Linked DNA regions of Drosophila melanogaster: region 2 is linked to region 1. A link is a contact called in public Hi-C data. All regions are on one chromosome and are shown on one strand. Each heading gives the region's core, a stretch centred on a gene start, on an enhancer-like site or on the middle of the called end of the contact. The rest is flanking DNA. Distances are from core to core; before and after follow the strand shown.

Region 1 (4,915 bases), core at 1,202-3,701:
GCCTCGTCGCAAAATGTGGAGGCCACCAGCGACGAACTGCACCACACGGCCGGCAGCATTAGCATGTCCGGCAAGCTGCTCAAAAAGTACGGACGACGCGAGTGCACTGACAAAATGCTGCTCTTCTTCGCCTTCTCCTTGTTCCTCGCCTGTGTCTTTTACATCGTCCAAAAGCGACTCTTCTAAGACTCCACAAATGGACAAAACCCGTTCCCAAAATAGCTTAAGGTTGTCGCTTCTGTTGTCTAGGTATAGCTAGATTAAGCTTAGCACATGACCATACCTTGTAAGCACAGCTCCTATATTTATATTATTTAGTGATTTGCCTAAGTTGTAAACGTGGTACAGCCAAAGACCCTAGAATAACAAGATGCGTAACGCCATACGATTTTTTGGCACACGATTTTTTGGCCGTGGCTCTAGAGGTGGCTCCAGGCTCTCTCGAATTTTTGTTAGAGAGCGAGAGAGCGAAGAGCGCTACAGCGAACAGCTCTTTTCAACGCACAAAGTGATAGCAGACATCTGTATGTGTGCACACGTATTCACATGCATTGTAAATTTGACAAAATATGCCCTTCACCTTAGAAGTTCTTTGGCTTTAAATCTATATTATTTTTTATCAATTGGCACCATGCGAAAAATTCTTGTTTTGCATTGCCTTAACGTTATTATTATTTGAAAATAGATTAGAAATAGTCAAATCTATGTACATATTATCACAAAAATAAATTTCAAAAATGAATTTATATAAGAATATTTGTCATTAGAGTATTCATCTTGCGGCGTGTGAAAAATTAATAAGGCAATGATTGTTGAGTGCTTGTGTCCGCACTTCGTGCCTCAAGATATGAACAAAGCAAAGACACTAGAATAATTCTATTGTCTTTGATATTACTTTTGCAATTTAATTTAATTGCATATTTAATTATTTAGTATATTTATTAAATCATTTGACTTAATATGATGTAACATTAACATTAAAAGTGTTTCAAAAAAAATATTTCGGTTTTAAAAAATTGTCAGATGAGAGACAAATTAGAATTAAACATAAATACAAATGTGTAAACGGTAGCTAATTCGAGCGGCGATTTTAACAAAGAAATTTAAAAAAGCTTTAAAATTATAATAGCCAGGGCGCGAATTTTTAAAAATTTTTTATTTTATCATATTGCTAGGAAATTGGCAAAAACTACCCTAATATGTACCATGTAAATTCGTTTCTTCGATCAGAATTGATTTCGGCCCGAAAATCGTCTTCTAGCACAACACGCACACTTATACGCGTTCTCGTCTCTTGTTTTTACTCACACAAGCAAGCAAATTATATTTTTAGATTTCTTACGCTCTAAGCGGGAGTGAGCGGAAAGAGAGTAATTTTGGCCGTCACCAAAAAAGTGGCTGCATAGTGCCAAACCAATGTATGGCCGTTACGCATCTTGTTATTCTAGTGTCTTTGGTACAGCCTAGTATAGTATGGTAAATGCAATTTATTTTTATTTAGAATATATGAGTGTTGTATATGTAGATAAAAATGTTAAGCAAGTTAGTAAGGGCACCTAGGCACTCCTCCGGGGTTTGTGAATCCGTTGGTGTTGACCAACCTGCAGATGTCCTTGTATGACCGCGCCGATTTTGCAGGCCTTTCTGGCTGTGGCTGGGAATAACCTCTGTTGTAATAGTCAGGATAGAACTGGAACCAAGAAGGCCTGTGGTAGTTGTAGTCGGGAAAAAATTCTTTAAGCACAGAGCTGCTGCAGAATCTGCTTAGCCCCAGAATCCACAGCAGAATGTATATAATCGACTTGCGCATGGCCACTTCGCCTGAGCTTAAGATTTGGAATAAAGCCGTACCCGATTCTCATTGTATACGCCTGGCGCACTTATGAAGCTTGTGCGACCTCGCACACAGTGGGAAAGTAATTGGAATCTGAAATCTATGCGTGATTGTCGGAATAGCTGATAGCGGGAGTGTTCGCGTGCCCCAGCTCAATGCTATCGTTATCTACAAACCATTCGGCCTTTAAATTGATGTATGATGAAAGTTTATTCAATGTGTGGTTTTTGACGTTTAATAAGAAAAATTCGATTTTGAGAAATGCATTTAAAATGCAATTTTTATTTATCGCAGTGAAGAATAAAATAATATATTTTTTCATTATATTTGTTACCAATTTAACAAAAATATTATGTAGTTGCTTTTTTAAAAGTCTTTCGGGTCAATAAGAAAAAAAAAGCTTACAAACAGAGTATTATGTTCTAAGGAATAGGACCTAAAAACCCTCATTACCTAATTGGTGTTTCAAAAACAGGTTTATGTGGTGCAAAAGGACAAATTTTGCTAACAAAAAAAAAAAAACACTTTTTTAAAAAAACTAACTTACAGGCGCCTAAAAAAAATTATAATCGATTTGTCATCGATTTTTTGGTCTTTAAAGTACTATAGCGGCGCATTATATACTAACCAAAACGAGTTGGCAGCACTCGTGATGTTTTGATTGAAAAAACAAATTAGTTTATTGTTTTTATCTGTTGTCGCCAAAAATATTATTTAAATCAATATGAGCACCGCCGTAGAAGTGGCTAACACGGCTCCGGAGAAGTTGGCCAACTACTTTGCGCTACAGTCGGCGTTTGAGGTAAAACGTTGATGAATGGCCCCGAAACCGGCAATGTTCCGATCTGATAGAAAATAATAATTTTCAGAAAGCCCTTGAATTGGCCATCACCGACGGCAAAGTGGAGCTGTTGGTCAAGGAGTACAATAGATTCCCGGCCAACACCGAGCACGACAAGCGCTTACCCATGGACCACGCGTTCCGCGTGCTCCTGATGAAGCGGCTGGACGAAGATGTGAGTCGCATTGGAGAGCTTGTACGCCTCTCCGTGGAAGCCACGCGGGCCGAGATTGTGTCCAACACCATACCCGTGGTTCTGCTGATCGACACCTTCGACGTGGTCACTCTGGACAAGTGCCAGAAGATATTTCAGTTTGTCGAGGATATGGTGGAGGTGTGGAAGGAGGAGATCTTCTTTTCCTCATGCAAGAACAACATTCTACGCATGTGCAACGACCTGCTGCGTCGACTTTCGCGCACCCAGAACACCGTCTTCTGTGGCCGCATCCAGCTTTTCCTCTCAAAGTTCTTTCCCTTTTCGGAGCGGTCTGGCCTCAACATCGTCTCCGAATTCAACCTGGACAACTTTACGGAGTACGGTCTGGACAGCAAAGACCACGACGAAAGCGACAACAAGGAGCTGGAGGATACCGCTGAGGACATCCCCCTAAAGATCGACTACGACCTGTACTGCAAGTTTTGGTCGCTGCAGGACTTTTTCCGAAATCCCAACCAGTGTTACAATAAGCCGCAGTGGAAGATGTTCCAGATGGTAAGCAGTGGCTTGGCACAATTACAATTGTAGAATATATATATATCTTGGAAAGAGATCAAAGATGTTTGCCAGCTAGCTTGCTCATAAATATTGGTTATTAATAATCCTGCCCCATGTTGGTTCATATTCATATATTGTTACTTTCCCCTTCCAGCACGCTGACAACATACTACAGTCCTTCTCGAGCTTCAAGCTGGAAGACGTGCGCCAAAGTAGCAACGAAAATGCGAGCGGTACTGACCAAGCAATGGATGTGGACGAGGAGGCAGTAGACACCACGGCGGTGTCTTCCGTCATCAAGGCGAATCACTTCTTCGCCAAGTTTCTAACCAATCCCAAGCTTTTGGCTCTGCAGCTCTCCGACGCTAATTTTCGACGTGCTGTTCTGGTGCAGTTTCTAATTCTATTTCAGTACCTGCAAGTCAGTGTAAAGTTTAAAAGGTTCGAATATGAAGAAAGTCCAGGGAAAACGAACAAACTTTAATGATTGTACTTTCAGTGATACTCAAACCTTGACTGCAGACCAGGCGGACTTTATCAAGGAAACAGAGTCGCGTGTTTATAAGTTGCTAGAGGAGACACCACCGTACGGTAAGCGGTTTTCACGGACAGTGTATCACATGCTGGCCCGCGAAGAGATGTGGAACAACTGGAAGAACGAAGGCTGCAAGGAATTCAAGAAGCCCGAGGAACCAACTCTCAGCGAAGAGGACTCGAAGCCAACTCCCAATAAAAGACCGCGCCGTCCATTGGGCGATGCACTGCGCGATGCTTCCCGCAGCGGCAAGTTTTATTTGGGAAAGTAAGTATCGAACGTAAGTCAAACTAAGCCAGTTCTAAAATATTTCACTTCCAGTGACAACCTAACACGTTTGTGGAACTACTCTCCAGATAACTTGCAGGCCTGCAAAAGTGAACAGCGAAACTTCCTACCGCTGCTGGAGACATATTTAGAAACGCCGCACGAAAAGGTTGATCCCGCTTTTGAGTGGCGAGCTCTGCGCTTGCTTGCCCGCCAAACACCGCACTTCTTTACGTCGCTCTCTCAGCCATCGAGCAAGATCTCCGATTATCTTGAGCAAGTGCGCAAACGTCTCATCCGGGACAAAGAGCCCAAACCTGCTGCCCTTTTATCGAACAACTCTTCTGAGAACAATTTTGGCCTGTCGGTCAACAACGTTCATACGGAGGGCGAGCAGGATGCTACGGTCGCCCTTCAGGACGGTGAACCAGAGCAGGATCTTGAAGTAGAGGACAACGAACCTGTGGTGGAAGAGGTGGATGAGGTACCGGCGCACGAGAAACCCCTTATGGTTACCAAAGAGCATATCGAAGAGGTGGCGCCCCTTATAGGCGAGCCATGGATGAAGGTGGGAAAGAAGATTGGCTTCACCAACGATGAACTTCTCTTCTTTCAAATGGAGCATCCTACGGCGAACGTGGCCTGCGTTAAGATGCTGACAAACTGGATATCCGATGACGACGACGCCACCCTGGAAAACTGGGCGTACATGCTAGAGGGATT
Region 2 (5,054 bases), core at 2,319-4,818, 560 kb before region 1:
GTCATCCGTATCCGTGACATTATCCAAAGAAGGCTGTCGACTCCGACTTGCACGCGCTTCGCCCTTCGTAAAAACCTTGCGCTTACAAATGGGACACACCCGACGGTTTTCGGTAAGCCATGGATCAATGCAGTGCGTGTGATAGGCTGAAAGTAATAACGAATTAATATGTTGTCTTTGCATTAAAGAATTTTCTGGCGATGTCATATTAGTTTAAGCATTTGTATATGATATATTCTGAAACTACTAAAGCTGAGCAAATAACCAAGACTGTATCCCTTACGATGTGAGCAGGGCAGCACGCGAAGCTTATCGTCCTCTATGAAGTCCTCCAGACAGATCACACAGGTGTCGTACTTGTTGTTTGCGTTGTTCTTGGTATATCGGAGCACTGGCAATTTCTTCAGCATGCTCTTTGGCAGTCGATGGCGACGCAAGCGGCGCTGCTCGCGGATGCACTTGTAGATCATATAGATAACCTGTTCGGCAATCAAAGCAATTCAGTTGTGTAAAACAGCGTTAAAACTCCAGATTTCTTACCATTATGATGAAGCACATACCGATCAGAATGGAAAACGGCAATATTAACTGTGTATTGATATTGAAGGGCAGCTCATCGTTGATGATTAGCACCACCTCGGTCGTAAAGTAAGTGGCCAGCGCTTTACCCGTCGTGTGGCCCACGAAAACCGAGGGTATTCTTATACCCGTTATGTTTTCGGCGGACATTTGCTCTGTAATTGAATATGGGTTTAAACAAATCATATTTAGACCTGAGCACCTATGTGTAATCACTTACCCAAGTCATCGCCTTCATTATTGTAAACAATCACAGCAGAATAACTCGCATTCTGGGCCACTCGTATCTTACGCTCAAAGACGCATTCGCCACTACAAAAGATTTGAGTTAGGTCGAACTGAAGTGTTTATATCTACCACATATAGCTTACCGCGCTACAAGTGCCACAAATTTGGCTGAGGGTGGGTATTTCAGGTGCGGTGGTCTGTCCAGGCTATCACAACCGTAATAAGGGCGCCTAGCGGGAACCACATACACTTTGAGACCATTTGAAGGCAGATTGGGACCGAATTGAGCTGGCAGATCATTGAACTCCTCGATCAACTGTGAGTAAACAATATACGATGGGCGTAATAAGTATTTGCAATTTGTAATAATATTTCTAAAATATTAGCAAGTTAAACTTGTCATTAATTGAACTTGCCTGGCTGGTTGCTTTCCGGTAAACCAGCACGTGGCCCCCGACCAAGGTCGCCTCATGACAGACCAGGCACAAGCCCAACAGGGTGAGTATCTGGCAACTTCTCTTGGACATTCTGTCGCGGAGGACACACGTTCTGGAGATGATCGGGACTTGGTCTGTACTGTTATTGCTCTAGTCCGCTATGTCCAGTGCTGTAGCGATTTGTCTTCAACATCCGCACCATTCGCATGTCTCATCTGTGTCCCACCGCCAGCGATTCTGTGCGCTTGGACTTCGGACTTAAAACAAAAGAAAATGTTTTTTAACATATTATGAATGATTATTTATTTGGGTGCTATAACTATTTATATAAATAATAATAATAATTTTTGCAACTCGAGTATTATCCTGCGTGTAGTCAACCTAGGCGTAAACCTCTCCGCCTACGAGGCCATGGCAACAAAGAGCTCAGCTGATAAGATAAACGGCCAACTGGGGGTATTGTTGATTTGCTTACTCTGAAAAAATTTGCGTTTCTTCAGTCACGCTGCACTTACAGCTGGTTTGTTTGTTGACACAGTCAGGCAGACGACGGTTCGTTCGGGTTTTCGCGAATGCATTAATGGTTACTTCAAACAGAACAGAAAAATCAACGCGTTTCGCTCCTTGGCTGCTATTGTACTCAATTTGCCATCAATTAATTTTATCGCGATCAAATAATAGTGGCCGAGATCTTGGGCGGCAGCTGCTGTAGTCGGAACAAATAGGTTGATGAGTCACGAACACCGCTCCATGCTAAAACCAGAACCCAGACCGCATGCACATTTAACTATTTAGCGTCGACGCACCGTCGGTCCACAGTTGGGGCAGAAAAAGTGGAAAGTTTCTATTCGTACATATATTACAAATTCTGCTAATACACAGCCGAGGGGAGGTGTGCAAATATGTCACAAAATGTTTATTAAAGTTACGATTTGACAAAGAAAACGTCACTGGCATTAGCACATCGGTAGACAATCGGAGCAAAGGCTCCAATGAGAACGTGACTTTGTTTTTATTGGATGGTTAAACAATAAATGGGAGGCCGACATTCGTTGTTCCAATGAGAAATTCAATCTGGGGAGGCGCGTGCGTTTAATAGAATTACGCCCTACGGATTGCCCAACAGTCTTTGCATTCAGGTATGAGTTGGTGATCCTACCATGTAACATTCTATTTCCATTTCATGGCATGTTATAAAGAAACGACTACGGTGTAGAAGGAGTTTGTTTTTAAGATGATTTCAACTAGAATGCTATTCCTTTGACAAACAAGTAGTTCAACAAATTATTAAAATGTTGGTTACTATCGCATATGTTTCTACACAATTTTTTAGCAACTTGGCGATCTTTTGCCAATTAATAGTATGGTCATTTCGCAATTTTCAAAACTTGTATATAATTTTCCTTGCAAAAGCGCTTGCAAAAAAGCTAGAGTAGCTATCTGGATATGTAGAGATACATATGTATTGACTGGATTGTTTTAAACAATCCTGACATACGGATTGAATGTTTAGCGACGAGGAATGCAATTCGCGTTAATTCGCTTTGTTTGGAAGGCCGATATCAATTTACACATTACACAGCGTACGCAGCACCCACCCACCAACACACAAACACGCGCACACACACACACCTTGAACTTTACAAGGCACGAGTGTGGTTTCAAGGTTTTCCTTTTTGGGGGAGGGCATACGCTCACGCAAACACGCATACATACATACATAGGCACTAGGCAGGTGTTTCCTGAATGGTGTACAACGGTGGGTTACAGGTGAAAAGCGGCCTCGATTGGAGGCAGCAGCCCACAAGTTATTGCACTTAAATTTCGTATATTCGCTTTTGTTGTTTTTTTTAGGCGCCTCTGTGTGCGTGCCTGCTACTGTGCTTGTGTGCGTTCAATTAGCACAACAACAAAGCAGCTGAGCGATTTCCTTTTGCTTTCCCGACGCCCATTCGCGTAAATCCACTGGTCACTCACTTGATTAGGGCTTCTCGTGCTCTTAGTTGACCGTTTGGAGCGACTTCTGGCCAGTTCCTGTATCCAATCCTATTTTTTCAGCACTCGCTCGCCTCCTCACTCGTCGCCATCGCACTGGTATTGCGTTGTACTTTGTTTTGCTCCCTTTTGGGGCTCGGACTCCTCGGGTTCCTTTAGTTGGTGGTCGTGGTTCAGCGGGGACAGCGCAGTGGCTGCGAAAAGAGCATGACAGTCGCGATAAGAACGCTTTGGGTTTGGTTCACTTTTCTAATTATCGGATATTAGAATTTACATCCCACCCGAACACAGACACATATACAGGGCTAGAGCTGGAACTAAATCGATGTATAGCTGCTGCTGGCTTCCTGACGGCGATGTTTTCGTACATCGATTACTCCCATATTTCGATAGCTATCGACTAAAATTTTAAAAATATTAAAATCCAGTATTCTCAGCAACTGTTTCAGATCATTGTACAGAATTTAGAATTCTCAACTTCAGAACCTGAAACCATATAGAAATATAATACTAAGATATAGCATTAATAACTAGTTTTTAAGATTCTAGAAGTACAAATACAATGAATTGGTTAAAATCAGTTTCTGTGCAAAATACTACTTGCCTTTTCGAATTAACCAAGAAAATTAACCGATTTTCAGTGGTGCGTTTATATTTTGTGTTGAACAATAATGCATTTGAGTTATGAAACATTAAAATCACATGACTGCGGGCTACTTGATCCAGAGATACATTTTCCCCTGGATGGTGTGCTTGACGGGATTGATCTTCTTCAGGATTTTCGTCATGGTCTCGACCAAACGGTCGCTGGAGACAGGCGTCTTCTTGTTCTTGAACTTGGTGAGCAACTCGGTGGCGGTCAGGGGCTTTCGCTTAAGATACCGACGCACCGCCTCCTCGGTGATGCCGTAGTCCCTAAACAAAATACATGAAATTAGAATTAGGAATTCCAGTATATCACGGCTTTACTCACTCTACTTTGCCGCCAGAGAAGGAAGTGGGCAGCGATGTGCTAATCTCGTTCTTAGGCCTCTTTGCTGGCGTGCTGGTGGGACTGTTGCTTGTGTCCGAAGCGGTGAGATCGCTGGGTAAGCTGTTCATCTTGCGCTTGCTGGCATCCGTCGAGAGCGTTGGAGTGGCCGAGCGAGATTTATTGGCATTGCTGCTGCTGGCGATGACCTTGCTGCTCGCAGCGCTCTCTTTCTCCTTTTCCTTTTCCTTGTCTTTGTCCTTGACGACGACCTTCTTCTTGGGCGGTCCGTTGCTAAGGTCGTCCTCGGAGTCTGTGCTGTCAGAGCTGAAGTCTGTGGACGAGTCACCGCTGCCATTCGACTTGCCCTTCTTGTCGTCCTTTGTGGGTTTCTTCTTCTTTTTGTCCTTGGATACCTCGTCCTTGCCCTTATCCTTCTTTTTTTTCTCGCCGTCGGCATCCTCCTTGTCCGACTCATCAGACTTCTTCTCATCATCCTCCTCTTCATCGGAGGTAAGCAGCTTGCGGAGCGCATCTTCCTCGGCCACGCCTTTCATGTCCTTGTCCACCTTTGCCTCTGGATCTGGTTCGCTAGAATAGGGTATAAGAAATTAGTAGATGTGGTCCAAATTGTATTGCCATTATCAGAATCGTTTGGGGCACATACTCTTCACTGGAGCTGGTGTCGTAGTCCATTTCTCTGCCCTCCTCGTCACCATCGTCCGACTCCTCGAAGGCCTCGTCATCAACATCCCTCTTTTTCTTTTTCTTGTCTGCGCCCTTCTTGCCCTTTCCCTTGGCCTTGCCATCGTCGCTGTCTTCCTGCTCCTTCTTCTTTTTATCCT

What was found. Hi-C and Micro-C count contacts between places; a contact is called where the count stands out from the background.
Region 2: a Hi-C map of the Kc167 cell line shows a contact between it and region 1, with 3 times the contacts expected there. The contact joins the promoter of gzl here to the promoter of Hpr1 in region 1. A contact is called at or near these places in 2 of 107 Hi-C or Micro-C datasets (the D17-c3 cell line and the Kc167 cell line).

What each region holds. Positions count from the first base shown.
Region 1 is chr3R:5,818,976-5,823,890 of dm6, reverse strand. Hpr1 reads left to right here and starts at 2,451. Exons shown (of 5, transcript NM_141337.2): 1 at 2,451-2,636; 2 at 2,704-3,387; 3 at 3,545-3,831; 4 at 3,890-4,192; 5 at 4,247-4,915. The coding sequence starts at 2,559. CG46303 reads right to left here and starts at 1,919. Exons shown (of 1, transcript NM_001347780.1): 1 at 1,456-1,919. The coding sequence starts at 1,810. The coding sequence ends at 1,544. Sec20 (Secretory 20) reads left to right here. Exons shown (of 2, transcript NM_141338.3): 2 at 1-1,865. The coding sequence ends at 186.
Region 2 is chr3R:6,381,428-6,386,481 of dm6, reverse strand. It overlaps gzl (godzilla E3 ubiquitin protein ligase), which reads right to left and starts at 3,568. Exons shown (of 9, transcript NM_169139.2): 1 at 2,961-3,568; 2 at 1,224-1,501; 3 at 951-1,123; 4 at 800-891; 5 at 541-734; 6 at 284-479; 7 at 1-146. The coding sequence starts at 1,334. TfIIFalpha (Transcription factor IIFalpha) reads right to left here. Exons shown (of 4, transcript NM_079522.4): 2 at 4,877-5,054; 3 at 4,213-4,800; 4 at 3,878-4,154. The coding sequence ends at 3,953.